2 separate regions of the Pan troglodytes genome follow, and region 1 is linked to region 2. A link is a contact called in public Hi-C data. All regions are on one chromosome and are shown on one strand. The core of a region is the stretch at or near the end of the contact, and the rest is flanking DNA. Distances in the headings are between cores, read along the strand shown.

Region 1 (2,700 bases), core at 154-2,653, 170 kb before region 2:
ACATTCCTTCCAGCGGGGTGTAAGGGTCATGGTTTCTTGTTTCTTCACGTATCTTGTAATTTTCTTATTGAAAGCTGAACATTTCAAATAATTTAATGCGGTAACTTTGGAAACCAGATTCTCCCTCTGCCCCAGGATTCTGTTGTTACAGCTGCTTATTTGGTGACTTTTCGGAACTGACTTTGTAGACTCTTATTCTTTGTTGTATGTGGCCACTGAAGTCTTTACTTGGTGAGCTTAGTGGTCAGCTAAGAACTGCATGGAGATTTCCCTAAACTAAGAACTCTCCCGGTCTTTGCTGAGGGCTCTGTGTGCGTTTGGAGGGGATGCCTTCCACACTCAGCAGGCAGCAGACAGCTCTGCCCTAGCCTTCACTTCCTGCTTCTGCAGAGATCAAGGTCAGCTGGAGGTGAGGGTTCAGGGCCTCGTTGGTCCTTCCTGATGTGTGCACAGTGCTGTGCGTGTGCCTGGCCTAGGTTCCCAGGAATATGCTGGAACCTTTCAAAGCTCCAGCAGACATCTCATACTTTGGTTTTTCCTTTGAAGCTTTTTGGGTAGTCTGTTGTTGGCTCCAACTGTTACCTATCCCCCTCAGGCAGCTGTGAGAAGAAAACCTCAGACAAATGCCCCCAGAGAAAGGCTTTTAGCTCTGGCTGAGCTCCAGTGAAGTTGGATAAAGGTGACCCTATAGTTGCTGACTCTGACTCTTCTTTGCGGGGGGCTTTGAAAGACCCCAGCTGAGTTCTGTTCTCTCTGACACGTCACTGTTCAGGGCTGCCGCTGAGGTGGGAGTGGGACCAGAGTGAGTTAAAACACCCTGGAGCTCCCATTCTCACTCAGCTTCAGCTGTTTTTCCTGACTTTAGTTCCCTATGTTGCTGCAAGCCTGTGGTTAATTTCCGTAATTCTGAATCTCACAGTTCTTGCCAGTTTTATCGCTGTTTTTAACAGAGAGGCGAATAACTCCTGGCCCAGTCTTGTGGGTTGTGGGGGCAGAGTTGAGGAAGGGGCCCCGGGGTGAGGGGTTGGGGGGCAGCTGCAGCAGGGAAAGCAAATGGGCTGGGGGTGAGCAGAGAGGTTTGGCTGAGACCAGTCCCCACGGGTCTCCCAGGGAACCGTGTGCCGCCTGCTCCAAGCCTCTAAGTAGGCTGCAGCCAAGCTCTTGAAGACCACGGCTCTCTCGGCCTGGAGGCCGCACCACCTCTGACTTAGACCCAGGGGCAGTCCGGTGGAGGCAGAGCAAGGGGAGGTTCTGCCACTTCTTGGATGTGACCCCAGCCTCCACTTCGTCCTGTGCTTACTGTGGAAACAGGGAAAGGAGCGGCCCCGAGGAGCACAAGCACCCCCAGTCCTTAGAGGCCATGGGACTTGTCTGGCCGCCAGGCAGCCACAGCAGCCTCTAGAGGGGGCAGGTTGCTTATGCACAGAGGTGGGGCTCAGGGCTGCGTGACTTTGTAGGATGACACTGTGCAGTTGTTCAAGGCAGCTGCTGCAGACAGGGTCCCAGTGATCCCCTCTCCTGGCAGCTGGGCTCATGGTGGTTCTGCTTAAAGAAGGCCACAGCCAGCTTCCAGCACCCAGCGGTCATTGGGCTTCTCTGAGGCCCCAGGCAGAGCTGCACGTGCATCCGCACCAGGGAGCACTGCACAGGGGCCCTGGCCTGGCCCGGCCCTGCTCTGCACCTCACGGGCAGCTGCTGACGGCTCTTTGGGCTCACAGGGGATCCAGCAGGCGCTCCTGGTCCTTAGGAGGCAGGCAGCTCAGGGCTGCTCCGCTCTCCCCGCCACACCCTCCCAGGGTGTCTGCCAAGGCTTGCTTGCGTTTTAGTCCCTTTGATTGCCAGACCTTTCGGTTTTCCTTGAGCAAACCTGAGAAATTCCTGACTTTATTTTTTTTTGCCAATTGGAAGCATAAACTGTTTGAGATCCGCTTCCTCCACCAGCACATCTTGTTCTCATGGCCGCTAAGGGGACGTTCACCCTGGGCCTCCCACCTGCTTGGCCACCCCTCTTCAGGTGACCTGTATGATTTCTGGGCTCAGAGCCCGCCCCGGCCAGCCCTCAAGAGTGTGAAGTCCGTCCTGGCTTCAGCCAGGTGCCCTCAGAGCTGCCTCTCAGTCCCTGCCCACCTCAGCCTGTGGCACTTACCCCCTGTGCCTCCTCTCCTCTGGCTGGCCTTGTAGGCCACCCCTGCCGCGCAGACACACCTGAGCTCTGCTGGCCCTGATTTGCTGACCTGTTCTCTCCCCACTTCCTCTCTCTGAGTTTGGATCCCCCAGAACCCAGGTGTTGCTCCCTGGGGCTGCATGCCCCTGTCTGTTTGATGTGTCTGTCCAGAACCCGGGCAGACTTGAGGGGTCCCAGCTGTCTGCCTGTATGGCCCCTGCAGTTGCTGTACCCACCTCAGGCCCTGTATCCTGCTCTGAACCAGGGTCAAGGGGAGGGTCCTGGGGAACAGAGGGGAAAGGTACCTTGCGAGGGCACCGGGACCTGGAGTGCAGCAGCTTATATGCAGACAGGCCATCTGCAGCCCCAAAGAGGCCACAGCCTGCAGACAAGGACTGGCAGCAGGGAAGCCCTGTGCATGTGTGCCCTGGGACAGCTCTGGTTGATTCTGCAAAGCTGGCATCCTCTTTAAGGAAGCCCTAGGACAGGCCAAATGGAGCTCTTGTCCAAGGGGTCATTTCTGTCTTGACAGATCG
Region 2 (2,700 bases), core at 39-2,538:
GAGGGGCTCGGTCTCTGAGCTCCAGTGGGGTTGGGTGGGCATGCAGGAGGGCCAGGGCATGAACAGAAATGGGTCAGGGGCTGAGGGCTGGGGGTGTCTGACAGGACCCGGCCCACATGGCAGTGGCCTTAGAAGGCCCCAGGGTTCTCTGTCCTGGTCAGCCTGTCTGGTCAGGCCCGGGATTGTCACCTCACTGGAGAGATGGGCAAGCCGAGGCTGGAGAGAGGTCTGACTGAAGGGAACACAGGCCCAGGCTGAGATGGCCTCTGCTGTGCGCCCTGAGCTCTGCTACACCTGTCCACTGGCCCCCACAGCTGCCCATACCTCCAGACCAGGCTGATTCAGAGCCTTCCGGTCCTGATGCTGGCCACCTGCGGGGGCTGAAGGACACCCAGCTCCCCAACCTGAGGCCTGCTGCAGCACGGGCCACCCAGCAGCTGGCTGGCCGAAGAGGAAGGGGCAGCTGCGGCCAGGCCTCTGACCCTCCGGCTTGTCTGGCCGAGAGGAAGCTTCCGAGACCCCCACTTCCTGGACCTCTGAGTGGGCTGAGGCCCCACTTCCGCCGAGAGCCCTGAGCCCTGCTTTCAGCCTCTCCAATCCCAGTCCTGAAGCCCCACAACCCCCCAGCTACGTGTTTCCTGCTGCATGGGGTGGTGGTCGAGGGGGCGGTGACCAGGACACTCACCCAGATCTGGGGTCGGCAGGAAGCCCCATTGAATAGGGTGGGTGAGGACTGAGCTGATTGACCTCCCCTGGGGATGGGGCTGCCCACGGAGCCGGGTGATGACCTCTGCTAGGAGGGCCCATCAGATCCAGGCTAGCCCGCTGGTCCAAGGCCAGCCCTGCAGGATTGTAGCCAAAAGGGAGCTTCGATGCAGCCATTCAGCTTCCTGGGGTGGGCTGGGGATGGCCCAGGCCCGTGGGCCCCATGGAGATACGCGGTGGAGCAGCAGCTGGTGCCCAAGCGGAACCTATCTGAAGGAGGCTCTGTGGCGCTGGGGAAGGCTGGGCATGGGGGCAGGGCAGGTCGTGCCTCCCTCTGACCAGGGTTGTGGGGCAAGGGAAGTGGGGCTCCAGGGGGAAGTTCTCAGGTCCTGGGGTCCAGGAGGTTCCGACTGTGCCTCCCAGGCTGGTTGAGGCCGAGACACCTCTGCCTCTCCATGCTGTAGGGACAGGAAATCTGGGGTCTGGCCCAGGCTGGCAGACTGGGGGCAGAACCAAGGCCCATGCAGGGCAGGAAGTGGCCCTAGACTCCAGCGGGGGTGGGGTGGCCTCCCAGGAGCCATTTCCTCCCTGGAAACATCCTGCCTGGGCAGCAGGAGGGAAAAGAGGGATCCAGCCCCGGCTGGGCAGGAAGGGCCTGGGGCTCAGCATCCCCTCGGGCAGGGCTCTGGGAGCTCCCAGGAGGGAATGACCTCATGGCACGTCTGAGCCTCTGGAGCTGAAAGGCTGGGCTGGGCCTCCCGCCAGCCCCCCACCCAACCTGAGCTCCCGGGCCTGTCCCCTTGTCCTGGCCTCCCCAGAGTTTCTGGTGCCATCAGCCCCCATCGTCCCGAGGCCAGGAGCTCAAAGCCAGACTAGCTTGTTTCCCATATGAAGCATGGCCAGCACCCGCGCCTCCCAGCCTGCACATGGCCGACGGATGAGAGGACAAGGCCTGGAGGGAGGGGCCCTGCAGGCAGTGAGCAACCCACGGCGTCAGCCCAGCTGCCCCTGCTTGGGCATGGTGGGGGTCAGAGGCCCAGCTCCCACCCCTGTGGCCTAAATATAACCTAAGCAGGCGCCTGGCTGGGAATAGAGACCTCTGTCAGCTCCCAGCAGGTGCTAGTGGGAAGAAGGTCAGCATGATTGGCAGGGGTGCCAGTGAGCAAGCGGCCAGACTTGGGTCATGTGAGTGTCCAGTGGCACGGTCTGAGGGTGGGGTGGTGTGTCCTCACAGGACAGCTGGGTGCCCAGCCTCCCCTGCTCGAGGCAGCCCTGGCCCCTGCCGTTGCCTGTGCCCATGACTGAATGTGCTGCCACGCCCCAGGAAGGGGGGCCAGTCTGGCACTGGCAGCGTGGCTGAGCTCTTGTGCATGGGTCGAAACCTAACCGATGTCCCTCTGTCCCTTGTCCCGGCAGGGCTCTTCTGTCCCCTCCACCCTCAGGCCTCATCTTGCCCTGCATGCTGGTCCTTGTTCCACCCCTCCTGCAAAAAAAAACAAAAAACAAAAAACAAAAAAAAACCCTCACAAAACTCTTCAACTAGCCCAGCTGATGGCACTTGATCCAGTGTCCTCCGGAGTCCCCTCTGGCCCTCAGCTCCTGTCCCGGCCTCTAGCTCCCCAACTGACCGTCAGGTGAGGCCCCCTTGAGCCCCACATCACTGGGCCCAGGGCTGCGAGAACAGCAGGTGGGCTGGCCCCGGGGGGAGTCCCTGCCCCCTCCCTCCTTCAGCTGCCCTCCCCAGCCTCTCAGGTGGCATCCTGGGCCTCAGGTCCCCTGGCCTGTTTGGGAGCCCATGTCACATCCCTCTGCCAGCCACCCTTGTGCATGGTTCTCACCAGCTGGCCCTGCTGCCGTCGCCCTAAAGCACAGCCTTCTCTCCCTGTCCTTTCTGCCGAGTGGAAGTGTCATACTAAGAATCTGCGAATACACTGGAAAATACCAAGCAGACCTGGGAGAGATGGACCCTCCCCGGTTTCCAGTGGTGACCCTGTG

Evidence for each region. Hi-C and Micro-C count contacts between places; a contact is called where the count stands out from the background.
Region 1: a Hi-C map of induced pluripotent stem cells shows a contact between it and region 2, with 3 times the contacts expected there. The contact joins two enhancer-like sites. A contact is called at or near these places in 3 of 7 Hi-C or Micro-C datasets (induced pluripotent stem cells and stem cell-derived neural progenitor cells) and 1 of 1 other capture datasets (stem cell-derived neural stem cells).

The regions. Positions count from the first base shown.
Region 1 is chr23:21,942,039-21,944,738 of NHGRI_mPanTro3-v2.0_pri, reverse strand. It overlaps TXNRD2 (thioredoxin reductase 2), which reads left to right. Exons shown (of 18, transcript XM_016939722.3): 8 at 2,697-2,700. Among named protein-coding and RNA genes, the nearest start is that of COMT, 30 kb to the left of the region's middle. Within about 2 kb of position 1,403, at least 1 of the 24 cell types and tissues checked has an H3K27ac peak or open chromatin away from gene starts, as enhancers often do. A contact at or near this core is called in induced pluripotent stem cells, where this site is marked.
Region 2 is chr23:21,773,664-21,776,363 of NHGRI_mPanTro3-v2.0_pri, reverse strand. No RefSeq gene overlaps it. Among named protein-coding and RNA genes, the nearest start is that of TBX1, 15 kb to the left of the region's middle. Within about 2 kb of position 1,288, at least 2 of the 24 cell types and tissues checked have an H3K27ac peak or open chromatin away from gene starts, as enhancers often do. A contact at or near this core is called in induced pluripotent stem cells, where this site is marked.